Linked DNA regions of Mus musculus: all the other regions are linked to region 3. The links are chromatin contacts, called in public HiChIP or PLAC-seq maps. All regions are on one chromosome and are shown on one strand. Each heading gives the region's core, a stretch centred on a gene start, on an enhancer-like site or on the middle of the called end of the contact. The rest is flanking DNA. Distances are from core to core; before and after follow the strand shown.

Region 1 (4,326 bases), core at 1,156-3,655, 830 kb before region 3:
CAAAAGGATAAATGCCTAGGCCAATGAACTATCACTCCCAAATTACAAAGCATATTTGACTTTCTTATTCTTTAAGTTCCAGGTAATAAATCCCCAAAGATACAGTGACTAAAACACACACACACACACACACACACACACAGGCCTTAAATTAGTAATTTATGTAGGGAAACACAGGGAGGTTGGTGGGGGGAGGAGAGAACTGACTGATTGATTGATTGATGGATGGATGGAAAAAAGCAGCAACACATATATTAAAACTAAAACCAATACAAAGAACATTTATATGATCCCTACATAAAAGTGAAATGGAAATTAAGAAAGCAATCCATATCTTCATTTGTTAAAAAAAGAAAAGTAGCTGGGCAGTGGTGGAGCATAGCTTTAATCCCAGCACTTAGGAGGCAAAAGCAGGTAGATTTCTTAAGTTCTACTTAGTGAGTTTCAAAACAGCCAGGGCTACAGAGAAAAACCCTGTCTTGGGGAAAAAAAGAGAAAAGAAAAACAAGTATTCTGTTTTGTTTTTTTTTTTTCATAGCATTTCAAACAATCATAAAAATATAAAGCAGATGCAATCAATCTGAGAAAAGGGCTGAAACGTCTGACCTAAATCGAATGCAAATGTAGTCGCACAAAAGCTTCACCCAATCATACTTATGTTTACCCACACAAACTTAAACGATTTTTCAAAATGTCACCATTTTGGCTGATACTAAAGTACACAGTGAAACCTCTAAAAACAGAATTTTAGAAGTTACTACCAGTAATTTAAGAAACAAAACAATAAAATTGGTTAGAATAAACTACAAAATGTAGTACTAATATAACATTAGCACCTGCTCATCAGCAAAGGCAACCTCTCCCAAATCTTCCTTTTAAGCATTTACTGTCCAGTGGAGTTACACTAGGACTTTTATTTATTACACTAGGACTTTTATTGCAATTCATTAGTTACAAGCCTGATTACCTGAATTCTATCTGCTGGGCCCACCTCACGAAACAAGAGAACCAACTACCCCAAGGTATCCACCAGATTTCTACATCCTTGCCTTGATATACACACATTCACATACACACACCCAAAATAAATACACAAATACAATTTAAAATTTAAATATAGGCAAAAACTAGGGTCACTGACTTTAGAAACGTTAAGTAATACCTTGCTTTCCAGTGTAATCTCCTTAACTGCTTCAGTAATTCCTGTAATACCTGTTTAGAATTCAGCAGAAAAAAAAATAACTAAAATTAAGCTGCAAACATTTCAGTTATGTGAATAAAACATTTATTTAACTGCTTATAACAACACTGAAACAGGCATATTTTGACAGATTCTTTACAAATGAACTTTTCCAAATAATCCAAAGGTACCTCCAAAAATATGCCTCAAAAACTCTAATTTAGCAACGTATCTATATCACCATGACTTGGTCCATTTTCTATTCTTCATTTGAATTTTTTCACAACACACACTACAATCAAGAGAGTATATGACTTCTGTTTACACTTTAATTAGAGCTGCATCAAAATTAGGTTTTGGTTTTGTTGACACACACTATTTGCTTCAAAAACATTGGCCATCTGAATGTAGTAAGACCATACCACACTCGTACAGACCTTTTACTTCACCAAGTATGTCTACATTTTATCCATATAATTCCATCTGTAAAAGAGAGTAACAGTTTCTCCCTATGAAGAATGAAGTTGACAGTCAGACTTTGGCTAACTATTTTAAGTGTATTACTCAGCGGTACATCCTCAGAAGTCCCTTGTCACAGAAAGGTACAGTGCAGATAAGCAGCAGCACTACACCAGAGTCCTGCATAACAATTCAATCCCAGGCACCTATCAGTTCTCAAAAGGACAGTTTAACCAGGATGGGAGACTCAGTACCTAATGTTACAACAGATTTAAAGTCCTAAATTCAAAATGCATTTAGCTCCCAATAAATGCAGCGTATTTTCTTACTCTAAAGTTGGCATGCCTTTAACAGTCCTAAACCAAAGGATTATGAGCTCACCTTCACAAATGGAAGATGGCACCCTCCAAAGACCAGCATTACAAGTCTTTATTTCATAGCAGTTTGGCTATCATCCTACAATAGATATGATCAATCAAGACGGTAAAACCCAAATCTATCCAATCAAACTAAAAATACAGAATTATTTACTGAACATAAAAAGAAACCTCATCAACCTGCCAAAATATAATAATGTAGTAGCATCCCATTACACCAACCCCCAGGCACTAGCTGGAGAAGCCTCTCTCTGCAGTGGGAAGCAGTCATGCAGAGATTCCTGATGGTCAAAGGGCTAAGACTAAGTGACTACTAGGTAGCTGCTCAGCCCTCAGTATGACTCTTTATCCCCAAGGCTTAGGGAACTTCAGGGAGGAAGTGGTAGAAAGAAAGGAGAAGCTGGTGGGTTGGGAAGGAATGCTGAGGGGTGCTGTATTCTGACATGGACAATGTACTCATGATCTCACAGCAACTCTCTGCTTATCTGCACAAGACCTACATAAGATTTAAGCCAATTAAGCTCACATCATGGATGGGGAAGGTACTCATGAGGTTCCACCCCAAGTGAGTACCACTGGTGTTGATGGCTGCTCAGGGAGGTAGATAAAGATTTGTGTTTGTTTTGCAGGCAGGCACCACTGGTGGATTGCCCAAGCTCTGGCGGTTGGTCCCACATCCATGTACATGTAGCCTACATTAATTCAACTCAGTGAAATCATTTAAAAAGAAAACAAAGGAGGGGCTGCTTAGAGGTTAAGTGCACTGATAGCTCTTCCAGAGGATGGAGGTTAGGTTCCCAGCACACGTGGTAAATAAGAACTGTTTCTAACTCCTGTTTTAGGAAATCCTATACTCTTTCTTCTGGCCTCCCCAGGCACTCCACTGTGTGCACACAATGCAAACATACATATTGATAAGACATCATACACATAAAAACAATAAGGACATGAGAACTTTTTAAAAAGGACATAAAGTGAGAGGGGTAACCAAGGATATGAACAGGGTATACTAGACATATATGTAAAATTGTCAAAAAGATAATTTTTAAAATATTCTTAATTTTAAAAGTATAGCACACCTGACAAAGCAAAAGAAAGCTCAAATGTTTATAAATAGTCACACTCCAGACTTGTGATGTTCTATTCTGTCAATCTGGTTAGTGTTGGGTTAGCTAGCTAGCTCGTCAAAAACTAGTCCAAAGGTTGCAGTGGAGGTACTTTTTAAGAGACTTTGAATAAATATTAAAACCAGTATTAAATAAAGCAAATCATCTTTCAAAAAGTAGGTAAATTGCATCCAATCAAGTAAAGGAGAGAAAAGAAAATGAAAGCCACTAAAGAACTGCCCACAGTATCAACCGCTCCTTGGTGCTCCAGCCTGTTGGGGCATGCTCTGCAAAGTTCAACTGTCATATAAACCAATTCCTTAAAATATATTATATCTACTTATATTACAGTGTAGCAGTGATCCTCAAAGAATGAGCACTGGAGAATTAAAATTTCCACAAGAGATCCTATCCTGGGAGAGAGTAGGATGTAAGTCCTGGCTATAGAGGAAGAGGGAGAGTATTCACTTAGGCCTGACAATTTATGTCCTAGCTAAATCTACATTACATTTCCTGAACTTTGTCTCATCTTTTCTGTAAAATCATAGCATCACTGAAGAGAAGGAAGAGATCTTTTCTATTTCAGGTCTAGTCACAACTGTAAATAAATCCATTTCTATGTCCTGTGGTTTTCCTCTAGCGTGACAGAAAGCTCCATTTCTCCTGTCATACCTATCCTTCCAGCACACCCCTATTGGTTCTGCACCTCTAAAGAACTGACCAATACAGAGGCTAATTAATAGGAAAAAACAACAATGAAACCTGGATGAGGTGAAGCAAGGCACTTATTGGGAGTTGGGAGTACTGCCTTATCCTGAGACACAGTTCAAAGTTTTAATTCTTTAAGTATCTCTAATAAAGATAAGAATTAATTACATGCATTTAATAAACTGAAAAGCAATACTACTGCTATTTCCCACAGAGGAAAAAATGGTGCTACTTGTTCTGTATCTTTAAGTAAACATTTTTTAGCAGTCAACATTTTGTAGACTTTTGCCAGTCAAGCATACTAACACCTACTTAGCTCTGTGCATTAGGACCCTATATGTAGGTTCAAAGTTTAGGATAGTGTTTCTAAAATAAAATACAACTAGAAAATACAATATCTTTCCAGCTTTTCAGAGAAACTACACTATAAATAATCATTTTAGTCAGTCACCAGGTAATTTACTACCAACATGCTACCTTTATCTTCCAACCTTGA
Region 2 (4,172 bases), core at 1,325-3,824, 880 kb before region 3:
CTACTTCAATCAGGAGAGAAATGATGGTCTTGAAACTAGGGGAGTTTTTCTCTGTATTTCCCCACTCTTGAGAAACACAAAAACCCACCTCCTTAGAATTTCATATTACTATAACGGTGGGAAATATTGTTAAACCATCCTTAAATAAGTTGAAAATATAGTGTTGTAAAGAATTCCATAGTTACTGAAAGTCATAGGACTTCTTCAGACTATAAAGGCTATTTATGTCATTAGTATAATTTTAAGGAATGTATCCACTATCGGTTTTGTCCAGAAGAATAAATTTTTACAAAAGATTACTTTTTACATTCTTCTTTTGAAGGGAGGGGACAGCAGGGTGCTGAGAATAGTCTAAGCCCTCATTATGTTACGTAAGTGCTCTATCACTGAACCACCCTTCCAAAACTCACCAAATGCTCCTTTCTCGACCTATATTCTTTTAAAATATATTTTATTACATTTATTTAATGTGTATATGCACATGTGTGTGTGCATGTGCACTGGAGTGTGTGTGTGTGTGTTTGGGGGGATAACACATGAATAGGGATTAGAGAGAATATTAATAACTTTCAAGATTCCAGGTTAAGTTTTCTCCCTCTACCATGTGGGTCCTAGGGATTGAACACAATTTATCAGATTTGGCAGCAAGCACCTCTACCCACTGAGCCATCCTATCAACACCCAGTCTATGTTAGTAATTTAATATGAGCAACATTGTAATCCACCATAAAAACTGCTGAATAAGGCACCTGGCCTGTGCTTATCTAAATCTTTCCATTTCATTTTCTCTATATATTGATTTATTATGTTTGGGGATAAAAATTTCAAACAAAATATTAATTATTTGAAGCAAGTATTAGTGAGACATTAATAACAAAGCATGAAGTCAGAGCTAGACATAAGTAAAATGTTCTAGTCAAAACACAGTGACTACAGCTAATTATTTTAAAATTAAGATCTGGTAAATTTAAAATGATAAGTATGTAAGGTCATAGGCAAGTTAGCTCAATTGATTTAAACATTCTACAATGTATGCCTGCATTATAATCTTACTTCATAACTAAATATCTATAGCATTTGGCGATTTTTAAAACTAGATCTACTTAAGGTTTTAATGTTAAACCTAAGTTCTCATTTAATTGGATTTTATCAAAGGTACTGAAGGAAAAAACTATTGGCAAAGGTCACCATTAACATTTATCAAGCTTTAATTGCATCTACTTACCATAGCTAGGCACTATAGGTATAAGAAAAGGCCAACTGCTAGGTATAATTATATATTTTTTAATGAAGAAAGGAAAACTAAGAAAGGAGAAGAAACTTAACTGAGTTCATAATGTAAGTAGCAGAGGGAATAAATACTCCCACCTGATAACCAAGTTTCTGTGCGTAATAAATACCAGATTATAACATACTGGGTAGAAGAATATAATGCGAATTACAACCCCAATTGTGCTATAAAATTAAAAATATTTCCTTTGTTTCACAGAGTCCAGTCTGCAAGAGGTCCCTTAGAATTAAATAGAATTAATATTTGACTCCTCTTGTCTTTCAGAGGTGGGTAATAATAAACAAGGGCTTGAATGACTAAGAAGAAGTTCTACTCTGCTCTTGGCTAGGTGGTCTTGTGACATCAGATCATTGAATCCTAAACCTCACAGTTCCAGATTTCAAGATGACATTCCACAGGACCTCAGTGGTTCTATTTTTCAATCCAACACGAATGTGCCCAGTTGCTACACGTGTGATGGTGGAAGATAAATAACCCAAGGATCCCAAGCATTACAGACCTTGTCTTCATAAACTATGGAGAATTGTTTCCTATTTTCAGTTGGCGACCATTCACAAATCATCCTGTCCAGACAAACTAAAGCGACACTCATGATTTACTCTTCAGCCTCACATCGAGAAGCCTGCTTAGTACTCTCATAGTACACCCCACAGTATTCTCATAGTATACCCCACAGAAAGAAGGAGGCAGTCTATTTAGATTGAACATTATTTGAGTGTAACCATGGCCACAGCTATAACCACAAGTATCCAAAAGCTTTCCCACCCCAGTAAGCACTACAACATCCTGCTGACATCTGATACCAAGACATGAACGTAACAAGTCTTTTCTGTTAGCATGGCAGCCACAGAGAGTTTTGTAATAGTGACAAATCTGTACTGACACATTTATAACATCTGCTCAAATCTCTTCACTTACCATCAGGACCTGGTTTTAGGAAACTTAGCTCCAGCTATGGATCAGTTTTTGCTCTGTAGCCAGGTGAGTAGCATGTCCTAACTTCACTCACATCCTGGAGCGTTTTCAAGAAGCAAAAGGGACTCATCACTCTGAGCTATATATGCCCTGGACATGAACATCCCTCTCCACAGAGCAAGCTCAACTATCACTGACAGGAACCCCGAGGAAGAAAACCAGCTTTCTTAGTAGGTCCCTTACCATTCCTCTTAGTAGCTTTCTCACAAAGGATGCTCCAGAGGCCCAGATGGAGGATGAAGAATTCCCTAAATAACCGAGGAGTCCCAAGCATGGCAGGCACTGTCTTCATTCCCAGCACGTGTCAGGTAAGGGCAAACTTCCTCTTCCTCCCTAGAGATCTTCAGAGCTGGGTCACGTTATTCACACTAGCAGCATCTTAGGCCAAAATAAATTAATTAATTTAAATCAAATCAGGAGACCTGGTGGGAGAGGACAGTGTGAGTAGTCCGAAGGATTTGTGAGAGCAAGAGGCCCTGCTGTGGTTTTGTTTCTGATCCGACCTGCTGTTCTCTTTCAAGCCCTCTGATGTGCAAAGCAGCTGGCTCCTTGCTTCCGCTCTGCCACCATTCTTGCATAACCTTGAGGTTTTTCTCAAAGTGAACAATTAAACTTAAAAAAAAAAAGATCTAAATTGTTACAGTCTTTAGGTTTAGATTCTGATCAAATCAGGGTCAGGAAATTCATACAAAAAGTACCTATGGTAAGCATATATTTCCCCTTTTTATAGTTTGTGATTATGATACTTCATCAGTGTAATGTATCTTACAACCCTCCCCCCATGCTCCCATAAAGGCACAGTAAGATGAGAATGTTCCTTGTCATGAAACCAATGAAGACTTATCTGACGTTATGGAGAAAATGACTGACAGGGTGCATTTCATCAACAGAAGAGGGAAGGGCCTCCTTCTTCAGTCTGTAGATGCCTATCAACGGAATACATGCTTGCCGTTAGTACTAGCTACACGATCTTCCTAAATATTAAAGTTCTAAGCAAAATGAGCACTTGAGTGCCAATTAGAGGAAACTTTCATTTTCCGCATGCTTTATGTGGTTGTTGTCGAGATGAAGCAGTAAAGTAAGAAATGGAAAAAGTTCAAAATTGGATAGCTCAGGGTTGCTGAGGGGCTGTGGGCACGCAGCCCACGTTCAATCACTAGCTTATAACAACAGGAATTTGGTAATTCCAAATGGAGAGGTGGCACCTGTGCAGTTTAACTCATTGAATGAAATTGAGAAATCTTTCCCTCAGAGGCTAATGGTACCCTTCCAAGGCCAAACTCCATTTAGGGTACCTATTGCATATTTGTCCAGATAAGCCACAGTGGCTGGAATACCAACATGAGTGAACGCCGCTCCAGAATTTAAGGAACTCAGCCAATCCATGCTGATGCTCACGCACCCCTGGTACGCCAGATGATACAGGTAGTCTGCAGAGCTCCTAGAATCTGCACTGTTGACCAAGGAAGCACCCTGCTTATGGTTCATTTTATACAACTCATCCCCCTTCCTTGCTCAGAATGGGGTGCAAAACTCCTGTTGGCAGTAGAAACAAGGCTCAATGTACCTCTAAAATAGCCTAAGAGGTTTCGAAGAAAAGCCTTGAATCACCACCCATCCTAAAGCTCGAGATATCATCCAAACCACAAATAAACTCTGTCAACTCCAGACCATCATAGTTCTCTAGTGGTTCTTGTTCTCTCTCCTCCTCCCCCTCCCCCTCCTCTTCCTCCTCCTCTTCTTCCTTCTTTCGGTGTGTGTGGGTGTATGTAAATGTTTATGTAGGTGTATGAACATGCTGTGTGCTTTCTGCTGGATATATGCAGGGGTCAGACATCTTTCTCAATGATTCTGCCCCTTACTTTTATTTTTTTTTTTTTAGGACAGAGTCTCTCACTGAACCAGG
Region 3 (4,313 bases), core at 486-2,985:
CTAAAACATCAAGCGTCCTTTGCTGTGCATTCACTGCCCTTCCATACACCTCAGAGTATAGTAAGATGCAGCTCGTTTGGCACAGCCCTCCCAATCCTCTAGATCTAGATACCTAACTGTTTGACTCAGTTACTAAACTTAGAGAATTGCCATCCTTCTTGTTGCTCTGGCTTAAGCGTAAGCATCGCCTCTGGTTCCTAACTGTCTCTTTGTCTGCTATGTAACACAATCTATAAATCCTTCCTTGAAATATCCCGCCCATCTGTCCGTTCTTTTCCATTTCTACTAGGAACAATTCTGAACAGCCTGTTATTAATTTTCCTGTAAGGTTTTCTTCCCATTCATCCATCCACTCCACGTTATCAAGTAACTTTCAACGTGCTTGCTAGGCACCAAATAAAACAAAACAGAGAAGTAGCCTGTGCCCTCTCAGAGGTACGTTTCTCAAAAGATCATAACTAAACAACTTCTTACAAAAGGCAAGCCTGAAAGTTAATTCTTTGTGTCAAGGAAGTTCCTAATCTTCAATACACATGAAGAAAAGCTGCCTCCTCTCCTTAATTCCCTCCACAAAGTCGGGCTGAAAATAAAGAGTAAATAAAAGAAAATCAGAATGCTGGGCAGTGGTGGCCCAAGCCTTAAATCTCAGCACTTGGGAGGCTGGGGCAAGCAGATTTCTGAGTTCGAGGACAACCTGGTCGACAGAGTGAACTCCAGGACAGCCAGGGCTACACAGGGAAACCCTGTCTTGAAAAAAACAAAAAAAGAAAGGGGGATGGGGGGAGAAAATCAGAAAGAAAATGTTCTCTGCAAGTGGGTGTGTGTGTGTGTGTGTGTGTGTGTGTGTGTGTGTGTGTGTGGAACATTTACAGAATTTGTTTCAGTCTGAACAATAACAGTCTAAAAGCTAACTGAGGGCCCCTGCAATTTGAGGGCTATACAAAAGACCACTGGAAGCCCTTGCCTGCTCTTAAGGAGGGATGGTGGAATTCTACCAGATTTACCTTAACTAGTATGAAAACAAACTGGGGGACAACCAGAACACTGTCCCTGCCATCAATCTTACCCGGATACAGGGATACAGGGATCTCAACGTTTTACTCCCTCGTAAGATTTTAATGGAGCCCACTGTAGAGAAAAATCCAACTTCAAGAGCTGCTCTTCGTGCGGCCCCAGTTTTCCCTCCCACCCATACTGAGACCCAGCTGTGACCTTCACAAGCAGTGCCATGCACTGTCTGGAACAATTTCCTATTTTTGACTCCCAAGCTCAAGCCTGTCCCAAACTTTCAAACGGCCCCTTCCTTAGAAACCCTCACCTAAACGCTCAACTTAAAGGACGCGCCCTGTCCCAACACCCGATACTCTGCCACTCCCTAGCGGGACAGTAAACAACTGCATCACCCGCCGGCCTCGGGATTTCTCCCGCCAGCAGGGTGCGGGAACGCGGCGCGCGTGCGCGGGGCCCGCTGTCCCGCGGGGGATCCAGGCGCTCCCCGGAACCGCACTCTCAGGCTCTGCGAGGCGAGCGGCCGGCCCTGGGGTGCGCACGCCCACCCGGGCGCCGAGACCCAGGCGGAGACGCCGGCCGCTTCTCCTCGCCCTATGCCCCCGCTTCACCCCAACCTGCCTTGCCGCTGGCCGACTGTGCCTCCGCCCCGACTAAAAGTTCAGCCTCCAGAACCACAGAGCCCGCCACGGGGGAACGCGGAAAGTGGCTTCCGGGCCGTTGCCTGGGTTACCAGAGCTCCGCCCCCACGCCTTTGCGTACATCCGGCGAGCTCCTCCGAGGCGACCCAGAGGCGGTACTGGCGTGGGGCTCTGCAGTTCTCACCCAAAGGGCCAAATGGCGCGCCTGTCATAAGCCTCTAGAAGTCTCCAAAAGAAACTTGCACACCAACCTCCACATACCGCACTTCCTTGCCTTAACTTTTGATCGTTTGCTTAGAAATATGTCTTGCTACCTCCCAGTGGAGCCAAACGCGCTAGGTTCACCGGGAACTAAAACTGACCCTGCTCTCAGCAAGTTTACAACCCCATAGCAGCAAGCTATTGACGACCGAAATGTATAAGGTGAAAACTGTATACATGCTAAGAAGGAACTGTACAAACTAGATAGTGACCTTATGGGAATATTTCAATATCGCAGGAAAGCTGAAATGAAAGGAGGAGTAGATTATTTAAAAAGAAAGAGCATTTCTACAGAGGGAATTGCCTGTGCAAGGATGTACGTCAAACTGCAATGGAGGAATAGAAGTTGAGAAAACTTGGTGATTGTGCTTGGGTGGAGGCAGGATGTGCATAACTTCATAAATCATGTTAAGGACTTTACAATGAATGTCTTACCCTTGATAAGTTCCTTGGAAACCCCTGACCTTCAATTGTTAAGGGGAAAGCTACACACGGATCAACAGGTGTATATTCAGTGTCATCCAGGTGCAATGAACTGCCTTCTGAGACTTTCCACTCTGATCCAATGTGGACGTGTTGTCTATGTAATCGTCATCACCCCTTCCTCTCCAACTTGCTGTAGTCACTTGCCAAGTAACCAGCACTGGCTCTCCTAAGTGCTTGTCCATGCTGACTCATGCCCCCCAACTTTAGGTAAGCCCCTACCTAAAGTTGATGGAGCATCCTGTTAGGTCTCTGCTCCGTTAATTCTCTCACTCCCCTAGATAACAGTAGTATACTTTCTTATTTATCTCCTCTAACCTCATGCCAGTCTATGGACTTGCTTCTCATTTCGTTTTTAACACTGAATTAATTTCAGAAAACTTAAATCCGCTTCCATCACTGTTTCTGCCTTCTATCAACATATTTACCCACAGAGTTCATCTTTTCCTTCAACTTCCAAAACCCAATGAAACATGTGTGCGCATGCACACACACAAGAAAACTACAAAGTACATAATAATCAAATCAATCAAAACTAGTGATAAAGAAAAAAAATCTAAAAACATATGTGCACAAGAACATAAAAAGGGTATATAACAATTTCTCTTTAGAAACAAACTAGACAGTAGGACAATAATATATGTTGTTCCACTTGCTTCCTTGTTTTATTCTTTTCCATATATATATATATATATATATATATATATATATATATATATATCTTGTTTATTTTATGTATTTCATACCTATTAAAATGCATTTTCTTTAGAAAAATAATTAGCAAACTGATTCTGAAATTCTTGTGAAAGACCTACAATAGCCAAAATCAAAAGAACAAAATTTGATTTCTAAACATGACTGATTTTAAAACTTATTATGAAGATTATAGCAATCATAATGTCATGATATGGATCGACAGTTATACTGTCTGGGTTTGTGTGTCAACTTGACTCAAGCTGGAGTTATCACAGAGAAAGGAGCCTCCTTTGAGGAAATGTCTCCATGAGATCCAGCTGTAAGGCATTTTCTCAGTTAGTGATCAAGGGTGGGAGGGCCCGTTGTGGGTGGTGCCATCCCTGGGCTGGTAGTCTTGGGTTCTATAAGAAAGCAAGGTGAGCTAGCCAGGGGAGGCAAGCCAGTAGCATCTCTCCATGGCCTCTGCATCAGCTCCTGCTTCCTGATCCAGTCCTAACTTCCTTTGATGATGAACAGCAATGTGGAAGTGTGAGCTTAATAAACCCTTTCCTCCCCAACTTGCTTCTTGGCCATGATGCAGGAATACAAACCCTGACTAAGAAAACAGTCATTCAAATATATCAATGAAGTAAAGCAAAACTCAAAGTAAACTCATACAAGTGTAGAAAACTAATGTTTCATAAAGGTAGTTTAGTGGAGAAATGGTAGCTTTAAAAAATGAATCTTAGCTGGGCGTGGTGGCACACGCCTTTAATCCCAGCACTCGGGAGGCAGAGGCAGGCAGATTTCTGAGTTCGAGGCCGGCCTAGTCTACAAAGTGAGTTCCAGGACAGCCAGGGCTATACAGAGAAACCCTGTCTCGAAAAACCAAAAAAAAAAAAAAAAAAAAAAAAAAAAAGAATCTTGCTGGAATAGTTATATTTCCATATGCAAAATAATGGATCTAAACAGTATACTGATCACATTCAATAAATTAATCAAAAAAGGAATACAGGACTGGGGATATAGCTCAGCTTGAAAAGTACCTCCTGCCTAAAATGGAAAACCCGGGTTCCATCCCCAGGCCAGGCATGGTGGTGTACATTTGTAATCTGTGGTGGTTAATTTTAAATGCCAACCTGAGAAGAGAGCCTCAGTTTAGAAATCACCTATATCAGATTAGCCTCTTGACAGTCTGTGGGGAATTACCTTGATTTTTGATTGAAGTAGAAGAGCCCAGCCCAC

What was found. HiChIP or PLAC-seq counts read pairs in DNA pulled down with a chosen protein or histone mark.
Region 1: a contact with region 3 is called in an H3K4me3 HiChIP or PLAC-seq map of bone marrow-derived macrophages, with 4 times the contacts expected there. The contact joins the enhancer-like site here to the promoter of Spice1 in region 3. A contact is called at or near these places in 2 of 39 promoter capture datasets (liver and pre-B cells), 1 of 484 Hi-C or Micro-C datasets (erythroblasts), 1 of 115 datasets of contacts at active chromatin or transcription factors (bone marrow-derived macrophages) and 1 of 9 other capture datasets (adipose tissue).
Region 2: an H3K27ac HiChIP or PLAC-seq map of regulatory T cell precursor shows a contact between it and region 3, with 5 times the contacts expected there. The contact joins the promoter of Btla here to the promoter of Spice1 in region 3. A contact is called at or near these places in 1 of 484 Hi-C or Micro-C datasets (CD4 T cells), 1 of 115 datasets of contacts at active chromatin or transcription factors (regulatory T cell precursor) and 1 of 9 other capture datasets (liver).

What each region holds. Positions count from the first base shown.
Region 1 is chr16:45,172,135-45,176,460 of GRCm38.p6, reverse strand. Atg3 (autophagy related 3) reads right to left here. Exons shown (of 12, transcript NM_026402.3): 6 at 1,163-1,212. Among named protein-coding and RNA genes, the nearest start is that of Atg3, 15 kb to the right of the region's middle. Within about 2 kb of position 2,405, at least 11 of the 459 cell types and tissues checked have an H3K27ac peak or open chromatin away from gene starts, as enhancers often do. A contact at or near this core is called in bone marrow-derived macrophages, where this site is marked.
Region 2 is chr16:45,222,739-45,226,910 of GRCm38.p6, reverse strand. Btla (B and T lymphocyte associated) reads right to left here and starts at 2,574. Exons shown (of 6, transcript NM_001037719.2): 1 at 2,450-2,574. The coding sequence starts at 2,558.
Region 3 is chr16:44,344,823-44,349,135 of GRCm38.p6, reverse strand. Spice1 (spindle and centriole associated protein 1) reads right to left here and starts at 1,735. Exons shown (of 18, transcript NM_144550.4): 1 at 1,630-1,735.